Regions from separate parts of the Mus musculus genome. Here region 1 is linked to region 2. A link is a contact called in public HiChIP or PLAC-seq data. All regions are on one chromosome and are shown on one strand. Each heading gives the region's core, a stretch centred on a gene start, on an enhancer-like site or on the middle of the called end of the contact. The rest is flanking DNA. Distances are from core to core; before and after follow the strand shown.

What was found. HiChIP or PLAC-seq counts read pairs in DNA pulled down with a chosen protein or histone mark.
Region 1: an H3K27ac HiChIP or PLAC-seq map of regulatory T cells shows a contact between it and region 2, with 4 times the contacts expected there. The contact joins two enhancer-like sites. A contact is called at or near these places in 1 of 39 promoter capture datasets (hippocampal neurons), 4 of 15 datasets of contacts at CTCF or cohesin (embryonic stem cells, large pre-B cells and pro-B cells), 55 of 484 Hi-C or Micro-C datasets (B cells, the BV-2 cell line, the C10 cell line and 34 more), 15 of 115 datasets of contacts at active chromatin or transcription factors (CD8 T cells, the HPC-7 cell line, T-cell acute lymphoblastic leukemia and 11 more) and 1 of 9 other capture datasets (liver).

The regions. Positions count from the first base shown.
Region 1 is chr12:99,816,363-99,822,802 of GRCm38.p6, forward strand. The region is part of intron 5 of Efcab11 (EF-hand calcium binding domain 11); the gene reads right to left. Among named protein-coding and RNA genes, the nearest start is that of Efcab11, 64 kb to the right of the region's middle. Within about 2 kb of position 5,154, at least 29 of the 459 cell types and tissues checked have an H3K27ac peak or open chromatin away from gene starts, as enhancers often do. A contact at or near this core is called in CD8 T cells, T-cell acute lymphoblastic leukemia and regulatory T cells, where this site is marked.
Region 2 is chr12:99,645,765-99,652,460 of GRCm38.p6, forward strand. Gm19951 (predicted gene, 19951) reads left to right here. Exons shown (of 2, transcript NR_166738.1): 2 at 380-1,457. Among named protein-coding and RNA genes, the nearest start is that of Gm19951, 6.0 kb to the left of the region's middle. Within about 2 kb of position 1,372, at least 65 of the 459 cell types and tissues checked have an H3K27ac peak or open chromatin away from gene starts, as enhancers often do. A contact at or near this core is called in CD8 T cells, T-cell acute lymphoblastic leukemia and regulatory T cells, where this site is marked.

The sequences.
Region 1 (6,440 bases), core at 3,904-6,403, 170 kb after region 2:
CCTATGCTGGAAGCTACGGGACTTGTGTTCTAATCCTTCAAAGTATGTTTTGCTGGTTAGTTTCTTGTCAGCTCGACACAAGTCTAGCCACATCTGGGCAGAGGGGATCTCAGATGAAGAATCTTCTCCATCAGATTGCATGTATGCGGGAGCATTTACTTGACTAACAATCATTGTGGACGGGCATGCACTGTGGTCTTGGGGGTATATAGAAACAAGCTGAGGAAGCCATGAAGAGCAGGTCAGTAAGTCTTCTGGGGTCGCTGGTTCAGTTCCTGCCTCCAGGTTCCTGTCCTGCCTTCAGTTCCTGCCTTGCCTTCCCTGAATGATGGACTGTGATAAGGATGTTTAAGCCAAATAAGCTCTTTCTTCCCAAGGTGCTTTTGAAAGCAAATTAGAACACTTGTGATTTCCAATGGATCGTTTAATCTCACACACACAAAACTAGAGATAATAAAACATGCTCTTTTAATTGGTGAAGGTTTATGAATCTAAAAGAAAAGTCTTATGAAGACTTGGCAAAAGTCTGATACAATATGTCCTGTAGGTAGGTACCATCATCTGCAATTCAGTACTCAAGTGGCCCTAGATAGGATAACGTTCATAAGCTCTGAAAGAGAAAGAGGTGCCCATATAGTATGTCTTACTTTAATATGAGCTGCAGTAATGAAATGTTTGAGGCTAGGAAGCTTATCAAGAGGTTTATTTGGTTCGTGATTCAAGTGGACATAGGGTCCAAACAGCAGGGCACCAGCAGTCTAGTGAGGGATGCCTGTTGGCATCACAATATGACACATCAGAAAAGGAAAAAGCAGAAGAGGCCAGCCTGTTGAGAATGAATTCATATCTGTGGAAGCAGTCCATTTTAAAAGAACAGCATCAGCTCACTCATGAGCGTGATACCTCCACAGTTTGATCAGCTTTCATTAGGTCCCACCTCTTAAAGGTCCCACCACCTAAACAACCTTGCCATGAAGGACAAGCCCTGGACCTGGACGGGTCAGTCCATACCCTGACAGATCACAGCACAGCACCACCTCGGTCTTGGGTAACTGGGGAAAGGGGTGCTCAGTGTCCCAACAGTAGACAGTTTTGCTTTCTGTTTGGGGGCATTCTGTGGGTCAGCCTTTTCATGTAACAACATGAAGGCAGAAAGCATCACTTAGGAACCAAGAATAAAATCCTATAATGTATAAGAAAATGACCACAATGTAAAGTTTGCAGAGGGATTGCTCAAATTGGCTAATGTGGGGGAAAGAATCAGCCATTGCTCAAAGACAGTACGGATGCAGGCAGAAAAACCTAAGGTGGATTCGATTGGGATGTTTGAGTAGCACCACATACATTCTTCACAAAACCTAGAGTTTGAGCATGTCAAATGGCCCTGTGCTTCCTCTCTTTCCCCCGGGTTCTCTCTACCAGTCTAGAAAAATAGGTATCCTAGATTAATATCGGAAGATATTCTCCCTCCCCAAAAATGTGTTAGGCTATGAATAACTGATGATTTCTGTGTCTCAAAAATAAAAACCATTATCACCAAGAATACATGGAGAATCTCTAAAACTACCACACTCAGCATGTAACCTAAGCTGGGGTTGGCGATCCAGTCCTAAAATCTCAGTACAGGAAGCAGGAGGATCAAGGGCTTAGCATCATCCTTGGCCAGAACAGGGAGTTGAAGGCAGTCATGATAGTCGGGTGACATGAGGAATTTTACTCGTAGTTGTAGGCAGCCGGGTGCCTAAAAGATGGCGCTGGCCTCCGGTACACCATCACTGTAAACAACGCCACTGCGCAGGCGCTAGCCTGAATCTGGCGCCAACCCCTCTCCAGCGGGTGCATGTAAATTAAAGTGCTGGCAGACTGACCAATCCCAGGAGGACACATAGCTCTCCCCAGTGCTGGGGTGTATATAAGCAGCCCTCCCTGGGTTTCCAGAGTTCCCGTAGCATCATCAAGGTGTTCCTGAAATAAAAAAGTCTGTTGAGAAGAATCCGACCGTGTTGCGTTTTTTTCTTGCTGGACGAGGTGAGCGCAACACATAGTAAGGGAAATTAAAATCACAATAAGAATGACCCTTCACATACATAAGACGTAGCATGCTGGCAAAGACGAGAGAAGGGACGCCACCAGCACCGTTGGTGGGATGTGAACTGGTACAGCCTCCTGGGAGCGAGAGAGATGCTGTTGTGCACAGGCTACGACTCTGCCTTCCACTCCCAAGTACACAACCTGCAGACTCTATCATGTAAGGACAAGGAAAAACTTATCAGGGCAGCTACTGCAGCAAGGCTATAACAAGAAACGAATCCTCCAGTAGAAGAAAAAAAAAACCAATTATTGTATTCCGGGAAAACTTTTCATCCCCTGTTTTCATCGGTCTGTGCAAAAGGATGTCTTTTGGAGATTTTTCTGTTTCTCTCTTTGCCTCTTTACTCATTCCTCCTAAATGGGGGACTTGCTTAATTGATTTCCTTTCTTTTTCCCTAGAAGCATCTCCTTAGAGAGAGTAGAGGCAAAGCCTTCCTGTGGGGAGTTCCCAATAAACACACAGACTGTTACTGCAAAGGGAAATCTCATTTTGAGCTGCTTTTTTGTAAGCCCAGCCCTCTAACAGTGCTCCCTCTGATAAACTGATGATTCTCTCTGCTACTCGCCTGTACTTGGAGTCTATTTCTTATTTGATTAAGGATGGTAAATGAGGTTCTGGCTAGTGTGCCCACTCCAGTCCCAATACAACATTATTAACCAGAAAGAATAAAAGAAAAGATGAAAATGTTGATGCAGATAAGGTCCTAAAAATGTAAGAGAACAACTGATGTACAGTTGTATAAGTTGAAAGTGAGTAACACAATACCACATAGTATTTGAGATGCATATATTTTGTCATAAAACATAAAGGCCCACATGAATGACTATAAAAAGTTCAAAGTATGGATTGGCTCCGTGACAGAGGACTGGAAATGCAATCAGGCAGAGCTACCCAGAGGCTTCAGCCACAGAAGGAATGGGGTATTATGTTTCTAAACCCAGGGGGAATATGCATAGGATGTTCTGTGACGGAAACAGTTTATATACACATCATACACACTCGAGTCCACAGATGCAGTGCTGAAAAATAAGAAGCAGAGTGCAAAAAGCTTTGAGAACTGTTCAAAAGATCCTACCCTGTCAGTCAAGTGGTGTCAAGTTCTTTTCCAGAACCTTCAGGAGAACTGGAAAGAGATCCTGAACATGGGTACTAGACCCTGCAGGCTCATTCTAGACAGGAGGACACTGATCCAAAGAACCAGGGAGTTTAAAAGAAACAGTATAGCCAGGAGGAGAGGTGGAATGGATTACTATCCACAAGAGGGGGCACCTGACTGTAGCTCAGCCATATGAAACCTAAACTACAGGTTGGTTTCTCTGTCAACCTGAGAGGCTCTATTAATACAGGAAGAGCCAGTGGCTGCTCGTGGTAATGCAGTTTAATGACATAAATCACAGGAAGGATGGATTCAGCAGCAACTCCAGAAGGTCTGAAGACATATGCAGGGAAACAGTCTATTACTTCCCAACTCTTCAGTGGAAAAACCCAACCCTCTTGAGTCACAATAATCATAGCAGTCTATAGTTTGTGCAGCTCCATTTAAAGAATATATGTTTTTAGGCTTTCATACATTTTATTAAAATTTTAATGAAAAAAAAAAGATCTTCCCCTATCCAAAAAAAAAAAAAATTCAAATAATACAAGTTGGCCTGATGCATACACAGACCATGGTCTTCCGTATCCAGGGAAACAGATGAAGATTTTGTCAGCATGAATTACTGACGTCTGGATTTAGTATCGTGTTATGATTTGTAATCTAGGGATAAATTAGCGGGTAGAAAAGGTAGGTGTTCTGTGATTGAAATTATAGATAGAATCGAGGCTTTACACAAAAAGTTATCACAATTCCTGTTGCCTGCAGGGAACAGGAGCCCTGTGTGCATGTGTGCTGTTGACATGGGACAACCACACTGAAGACTCCAGTGTCTCAGCCTCAGGGGAGTGGCAAAGCCTTATTCAGGGGAGGCTCAGCGGGATGGTGAAGCCTTCTTGGGAGTTCTAGTGATCACTGTGTGCAGCTTTCTGCTCCCAGATGTTTGCAGCCTGACACTGCTCACCTACTGAGACCTACTATGGAAACTAGATAGATACCCACCACCCTGTGCCGGTACAGCTTGGTGGTGGCAGCAGACCCCAGCCAGATGCCAGCTTTCCTGTGTGCCTGTTCTTTCTTCATCCCCTCACTGCCCCTGGTTAGGGTTCCAGGACCCAAGCGGTGCACACGGCTCAGTAGTTAAGGCTTTGTCTACAGCAGCCCAGGGAATGCATTGGCTTCTCATGGCTCATGCACCTAGAAAGTATCTGCTGAGCTGAACTGAAAGAGATTTGTGTGCACTTTTCACTGTGTATAAACCTGTAGGTGTGGGTGTTTATGTATTCCCTGCAGGTGGAGGCCAGAGGTCCATGTGGGGTGTTTCCTCAATCACTCTCTCACTTTTATTTATTTATTTATTTATTTATTTATTTTGCAGTGGGAGATATCACTGAACCTTCAGTTCACTGAGTTACTTAGACCCGCTGGTCATTGAGCCCCAAGGATTGTCCTCCCTTGTGCTGGGAATCCAAACTTAGATCTTCATGCTTTTGGCAAGGTCTCTGTCAACCGAGGCATCTTCCCAGCTCTTTGAAGGATATTCGGAAAGAGCATGGGAAGGTATTGGGGATTCTGTCACGGGCATTGCAACCTATCTGTGTGGCTCTGTTAGGAATGCCAGAAACTCTGCATACCTGAGGATGTCAGTGTTTCTCTTTGGCTGTCTCTGTAGCATAAAGAGACAGAAAGATAAAACACAGTGTAAACGTACAATGCCATGTTAGACAATGGCACACTAAGTGCGAAACAATATGTGACCTGGTTACCATGCTAGCACAGATTGAGTAGGGCAGCGTGCGTGCATAGCACACCCTCCAGCTCCTGTCCTCCTTGCAGATTTCACTCAGATCTGGCTGCAGTTAGCGCGCTGCATTCCACCACCCTGCGGCTTTCTTTACTGTCTCAGCCCTGCCAACACAACCCTCTTTAGAGCCTTTGCAACTCTGTTCCCCCTCTCTGAATGGCTCTTCCTGTAGATGGTAGGTGGTGTTCTGTCATTTAAGTCTCAGTTTAACTGTCACTTGTCACAGAGTCCTTCTCTAACTTCCGGATCTAAACCAAACTCGTCCTTATATTGTTTGCTGTTTTAGTCTCCCCACAGTGTTTCATCTCTACGGGAAACTGTCCTCTCACAGGGAAACGAGGAACTCCTGCCGCTGAGGGGCCTGTGTGTTTGGCTGATGCTCTACCAGTACCCAGAAAGGCACCTGGCATACTGCGGGTGCCCAACAGCCATTTCCTGATTGGATTGGTGAGATACCCTGGCCCGATTTACCATCTCTTAACCTCAAGGCTTCTATGACTAAAACAAATGCCTGTTTCTGCTTTATCATCTTGGAAAAAAGAGGGATACCTGTGACTAGATGACTTTTACTACTTAAGGTTAAACATGGAGCTCTGATATCACGGAGAGCTCCTCGGAGGTGACCGCTGTCACTGAACCTGTGTATTTTAATCCTACTGATCTGACCCCATTGAACACTAAAAATAAATCCTCCTCCTATTTTTACACTAGGCACTAAGTGGTCTATTATAGTCTATTGCTAGAGCTATTACAGTATTTTTCTACCCAAATTACTTTGCACTTTTTAGCAATGATGTTATCTGACTCCCTGGCATTCTTGTTGCAGGGACACAGTTATAAGTGAGGCATGATGCGAGCATATTACTGAATGAAATTCCTATGAAACGAGCCTCATTCCCTCAGCTGGCAAAAGAAAACGCTGCACATTAGGCCAATCATTAGGAGTGAGAAGCCCTACAAACAACGCCACCGCTCTGTCACACAGAGCCTGGCTCTTACACACGTCTACTGGAATCTGAATAACTGTTTTACACATTTAGAGTGGAAAGCCAGTCCTTCAAAAATGAACTCGAGCTTCATTCAAATACAATTTTACTGGCACAGTTTCAGAATCTAACTATAGCGAGACATTTTGTCTAGGTTAAATTTAAACCCCTCCATTCTTCAGGCGCGTGTGTTATAACTAATAGGTCTTAAGATAATGAACAACCACGGAGTAGATATTTAAAAAAAAAAGCCCACCTTTACAAAAACCAAAGATCATTTTGTGTGATACGTGGTTTCATTTTTAAAACTCCATGTTCCTGAAAAAATTATATACTCTTGGAAGAAATGATCATTTTCCATGAAAGAAAATGTTCCTACGATAAAGCCTGAGCACAAAAGTGAAACACATGCTGTCAAGTAAAGGCTGTTTTGCCATTTGGCAAACACGTAGCTTCTTCCCACAT
Region 2 (6,696 bases), core at 122-2,621:
CTAGCCATGTTTATCTCATGCACCAGTTATGTTACCTTCTCTGCCTCAGGCTGTTTGGGTGCGGGGGGAAAAGTGTATGTATGCGGTGATAACGTGGCTTCCCCCTTTCTCCCTGTAAATTGGACTGGTTCCTGTGTGCCGGCCTTACTTTCGCCAGATATAGAGATTATACGAGGAGACGAGCCTGTTCCTCTGCCCAGTTTTGCTATGTTTGTCCCCCAGACATAAAGGAGCTGTTCAGCTTATCCCACTTTTGGTTGGATTAGGGATATCTGGGGCACTGGCTACTGGCTCTGCTGGAGATGGGGTGGCTCTAGATACTTACAATGAGCTGTCCCAACAGTTGATTGATGACGTTAATATGGTTTATCATTTATAGGGTCAGTAAAAGATCTTCAAGATCAAGTGGATTCCCTGGCAAAAGTGGTCCTACAAAATAGACGAGGCCTTGATTTACTAACTGCAGACAAGGGAGGTATCTGCTTAGCTTTACAGGAAAAATGCTGTTTCTATACAAACAAGTCTGGGATCGTCGGAGACAGAATCAGAAAACACCAAGAAGACCTAGAAAAAAGACGTCAAGAACTCTTCGCCAATCCCATGTGGAGTGTCTGGAATGGAGTGTTGCCTTACCTCCTTCCCCTCCTTGCCCCGGATAGGATTTCTTTTACTTATCTCTTTTGGACCCTGGGCATTTAGGAAGGTCACAGATTTGGTAAAATCAGAAATAGATGCAGCCTTTAAGAAGCCAGTGTCGCCTTTAAGAAGCCAGTGTCACCTTGAAGTCTGAGACATTGGCCAAGATACTTATGCTGAGCCCCCAGGCACCCCTTCGGTAGGCCTAGATTTCACAGTCCTAGACCCAGGCCCCGACCAAGGGTGCTTTGGTAAGCTATGGAGACATCAATGACAGGAATAGCATGATGCCACATACCAGGAGGCACACCCATGATAGGCTGTAGAGCATCTCAATGACAGGATTATTGCGAGTCCATGATCCAGGAGCCCACTCTGAATTGACAGTGCTGGGTATGGAGGCCATTTGCATAGCCTAAGACAGAGACTCTACCCTCAGACCCAACCATGTCGGGTGCTGGTTGTGGATGCACATCATGTAGCCTAAGACAGATGCTCCATCTATAATATAAAAGAGAGGGAAATGTTGGAGACTGACACTGAGCCATAAGCCAAAGTTCCCCTCCCTTCTTGAGAAACTTCTGACCTTTTGAAATGACAGCTGACAGAATATCAAGATCAGATAATAGTATCTGCAAACTTTCTGAGGAAAACCACAGAATGTTCCCTGAGCTAAGAGTAGATACTACGTTCCCAGGCAGTTAAGCAGAACTACCCCTCCCCCCAGGCTGAGGCACAGGCAAGGTTCTCCCTCTTTACTTCCTCCTTCTTACTGCTTATATTCTGTAACCTTGCTCACAATAAACAGACCTTGACAACCATTGCTTAGTCTCGCTCCTTCTTTCTCCCTTGTTTCTCTTTCAGTCATGGTCCCCCTCGGATCCCACGAATAACTGAGTCCTGCGGGTCAGGACAGAAATGCACGGTTTCTTCAGCCACACTTTCCGTATCCAGGGGGTAAGAATGTAAGAATGGGCAGTAGCAACGTCCTATAACGTTTTAGGAGTTCTATGGACACCTCTGTCCAACAACGCAGAAGAAGGCTTATCATGCCTGGTGTTGGAGGTTTTGTTAGGTGCTCTATGGCTCTCGGAGTGAGCATTGTCAGCTCAGATAGTGGGAAAAATTCATCTCTCTCTCTCTCCGTCCCTTCTCTCCCTCCCTGTCTTCCTCCCTCCCTTCCCCCTCCTCTTCCTCCCCCCTCCTCATATGTACTATAAGTATTTTTAGGTAGATAGTCAAAAATATGTTTCAACAAAGTCCCTCACTGATTGAAACTCACTAAGTAGGCTCGGTTGGCTGGCCAGTGAGCTTCAGGGTTCTGATGTCCCTGTTTCCCCAGTGTCAGGATTACAAGCATAAACCACTGCATCTCGATTTTATTTTTAACATGGATTCTAGGGGTCCAGCTGAGGTCCTCGTGCACTTTAGAGACCCAGTGTCTCCTAGCCCACACAGAGAGGTTGTTCTTGAGACAGCCGTGGAACCCTGTCAGCCCTTGAAAGTTCTCTTTCTACTCTTAGATGTCCTTTCTTGACTTTGGTTTTCTTCCAATGGTTGATGCCTGTGGCTTCAGGACACTGATGCCAGAAGCACCTGGGCATTTTAAGCTCATTGAAAAAGTCTACATATTTTTCTTTTTCTTATATGTGTGTATGTGTGTGTACATGTGTACATGTGTGGGGCACACATTTATGTGTAAGGCCATAGGCTGATGTCAGGAATCATTCTTGTCCCTTTCCTTCCTTTTCTTTTGAGGCAGGGTCTCTCAATCAAACCCAGAGCACACAGATACAGATAGTCTTGCTGGATAGCCTGCTCTGGAGTTTCCATCTCAGCCTTCTAAGCTGGAGTTACAGGAGGGACGCCAGGATTAATGTGGAACCTGGAGATCCCAACTCTCCAGTCTCTTCTTGCTTATGTGACAAGCTCTTTTTGGAGCCTTCTCTGCAGCCTAAAGTCTATATTTTAAGTCCAAATGTACATCCTATCTAGTCAAAATCCAGCAGATAATTATCAGGTGATGTGATAAACAGATGCAGTCAGAAGTTTATTTTATTTTATTTTATTTTATTTTATTTTATTTTGAGACAGGGTTTCTCTGTATAGCCCTGCCTGTCCTGGAACTCACTTTGTAGACCAGGTTGGCCTCGAACTCAGAAACCCGCCTGCCTCTCCCTCCTGAGTGCTGGGATTAAAGGTGCGCTACCACGTCCGGCTCAGAAATTTATTCTTAAGATCTTCTTTAGCTATGTGCCTGTGTGTATATCTGTGGGAGGGTATGTGCACATGAGTGTAACGGCTCTTCAAGGCCAAAGGCATCAGTTTCCCCTGGAGCTGACGTTGAATATGGTTATTAGCTGTTGAGCAGGGGAGCTGGGACTCAAACTCTGGTCCCCTGCAAGAGCAGTATGTGTTCTTAACCTTTGAGCTGTCTCTCTGGCCCCCAGAGATTGCAATTTAAATGTCATCCTTCGTGCTCCTCCCAAGCACTGATACTGCCAACCTTGTCACCAGGAGGTTTCAGCCATCTGTCTAAGGGCCTGCATTCTTGGTATAGTAGGTCAAGAACACTTCTGCACCGTGACCCTCCAATCCCTTCTGACAGATTTCCTTTGGCAGCCAAGCCAAGGAAACCATGCCTTGCCATCTCAGGTCATAAGCTACTGGACTCCAGATAGTTTATTCACCTCTCCTGACATACCTTGCTGTTCTTGCTGCTTGTGGTGTGGTGTGGTGTGGTGTGGTGTGGTGTGGTGTAGTGTGTGTGTGTGTGTGTGTGTGTGTGTGTGTGTGTGTGTGTGTGTGTGTTCCCAGCTTCTCCACCCCAAGCCAGAGGCCTGAAATCATGGGTTTTCATTTGTTCACTGTGCTCAGAACAGGGCTAGGATCATACCTGTCAAATTCCCCCCATCACAGGGGAAATGAAAGGCTCAGGAGACTTTGAGTCAAGCCAGGCAAATAGATTTTGTACAAGATACACTCCATTCACAGGTCCAGGTACCTTTGCAAACAAGAGTCCAAATTGGCAACTGAAATGTAATTTCCCAGATTCCTTTGCTACCTGCCCTAGGGTTCATTTGAGTTCTCTTCCTCGCTCTATTGTTTGTAATTCAATCCCTTTTCCTGTCTCTCTGAGAACTTGGAGGGTTTTTTTTTTTTTTTTTTTTTTTTTTTTGAGTTCGAGGAATTTTGGTACTGCAGACTTTTAAGAAAGGCAGTTTATTAGGAAACCTTCTTCTGTTTACTCGAGTATACAGCAGGTCCCAGGTGGCCAGTAGGGTAAGTTCCTCTCTCTCTCTCTCTCTCTCTCTCTCTCTCTCTCTCTCTCTCCCTCCCTCTCTCTCTCTTTCACGTTTCTCTTTAAAACAGTCCTAGCTGGTCTGGAACTTGCTTTGTAGACCAAGCTGGCCTTGAACTCACAGTGATGCTCCCCCTTCTGCCTCCAGAGTGCTGGGTGTAAAGGCAGGTCCCGCCACACCAGGCTCTGTAGGGTCATCTTAAGAAGAGGTCAGAGTCCATGCTAGTATTTTATAGTGAAGGGTCTAATGCATCCTTATGCTGAGCCACAGCTTTGCAGCAGTGGCTTCCTCTCTGAGTTTGGGTTTCCACAATGCCTCTTCTGAGCTGACTTGCTGTGGCTGCAGAAGTATTAGTGTCTAAATGCTGTTGGCAATTTACCATTTGGGATTCAACCCTGAGTCTGGACCTTGTTATGTAGGCATTTTTTCCCCCAGAACATTACAGCTCAGCTGTGAAAGTACTTTGGCTTAAAGGGGAAATGCAGTAGAAGCTGGCTAATTTAACAACTTAATAACACTCGCCACACCTTCACAGCAGGCATTTCATTGGAAGAAATGAGGCTTTCTGAACGCACAGGGGCACATCCCACCAGTGACTGGGTCTTCCCAGACCATCTCTAGCTTTGCTTATTAAAGCAGGTGTCACAGGATCGCTTTAATAGTGCAATGTCCATTGGATGTAGTCACCAAGGTTAGTCTCAGTCTGCCCAAGAATTTCATGGAGGCCCTTAAACTCTGTGTTCTGTCCTTTCTCAGGCATCCAATTTCTTCAGGATTCTGGGGGCTATTTTTTAGAGGAACATTCTACACACATTGGAAGTGTTGGATTTCTAGAATTCATACTTGATTACTTGGTTTCCTTATGACTTTATTCACGTAAGAATAGGTGGAATTCTCGTCATTCAGCTGGACAGGTTAAATATTGTGAGCACTTGTATATTCCCCACGGAGGTAAAAAGAGCTTTTAATACTCATATTAAAGTTGCTTCTAATGATATTGAAGTGATTTCCAGGGCAAGTACAAGTTGAACTTCATTTTTAATTGACCGTTTCCCTCTTCAAGAAAACAGACACTTGTCTATGTTTTAAAAAGAAAATGAAAATGGCTGTACTGGCTAGTTTTATGTCAACTTGACACAAGCTGGAATTATCACAGAAAAAGGAGCTTCAATTGAGGAAATGCCTCCATGAGATCCAACTGTAAGGCATTTTCTCAATTAGTGATCAAGGGGGAAAGGCCCCTTGTGGGTGGGACCATCTCTGGGCTGGGAGTCTTGGTTCTATAAGAGAGCAGGCTGAGCAAGCCAGGGGAAGCAAGCCAGTAAGGAACATCCCTCCATGGCCTCTGCATCAGCTCCTGCTTCCTGACCTGCTTGAGTTCCAGTCCTGACTTCCTTTGGTGATGAACAGCAGTATGGAAGTGTAAGCTGAATAAACCCTTTCCTTCCCAACTTGCTTCTTGGTCATGATGTTTGTGCAGGAATAGAAACCCTGACTAAGACAATGGCCAACTATTATTTAGGATATGTGAGTGATCACCCTTAAGATTTTACTAACTCTGATTAGAAATTTTTCAAAGAGAAGGGAGATTTCATTTGGCTCATGATGGCAGAGGGTTCCGTCCTCCATGGTGATCACAGTATATTTCAGTTAGGATCTGTCTTTCTTGCTCTCTCTTCCTGCCCCCACCCACTGTGTTTGTAATCACCTTCTGTACGATGACACCTTTACAGGTTTGAGAAGGCAACTCTCAATAACAAAATTGAATAGAAATATAGAGAAAGTTGACAGCTTGCATTACAGTTTCCGTGAAAATGCCTACAGTCTATCAGTGAAGTGCTTTCTTGTTGGGTATTGTGTTTTTTTCTCTGAACACAGCATAAATCCTTAGTGAAACAGACAAAATACTTTTCATCTAAAAATACATTAGTGGGGGACAAGTGCTATAACTCAGCCAGTAGAGTATTTACCTATCATATACCACATGGCATTACATACAGAGTGGCAGAAACCAGGCTTGTAATCCTACCATTGGGGGAGTAGAGGCAGGAGGATCAGAAGTTCAAGGTCATCTTTACTAATGGAGCAAGTCCAAGGCCAGCTTGGGTAACATGAGACACTGTTTCTCATATACGTATGGGGCTGGGAATATAGCCCAGTGTTGGAGAGCTTGCCTAGAATGTTTGAGGTTCTAAATTCAATCTCCAGTAAAACATACACACACACATACACACATGCAAATACATACATATACACATATATATATGCACACATAGACATGCATACACATATATACACACATACATATATACACACATACACACACATATATACATACACACAAACACAAATATACACATAAATATATACATATATTCACGCACACATACACACATACACACACACACACACACACACACACACACACACACACACACACACAATGGTGGTTTGGGTTTGTGCTATGATCCAGTGTCAGGCCAGTTTCCTAGGGGTGAGCCCCTCTTTTAACGGAGAATGAGTCTAGCGCAGACACTTGTGAAGGTCCTTATGGAGATATCAGAGTTGCTTCTGACGATATCCCAATGATGTCTACTTGAAATTTGATGTCTCCCCACCATTTCTTCTTCATAAAAACAGACATTGTATTTCAAAAGGAAGTAAGATGAAAGCTTGACTGATTGCTGTTTTTGAAACGTGTTTCCTCAGAATAGCCGGAGTGATTGCTATCTGCTCTCTCATTACCCCAGGTAAGTCT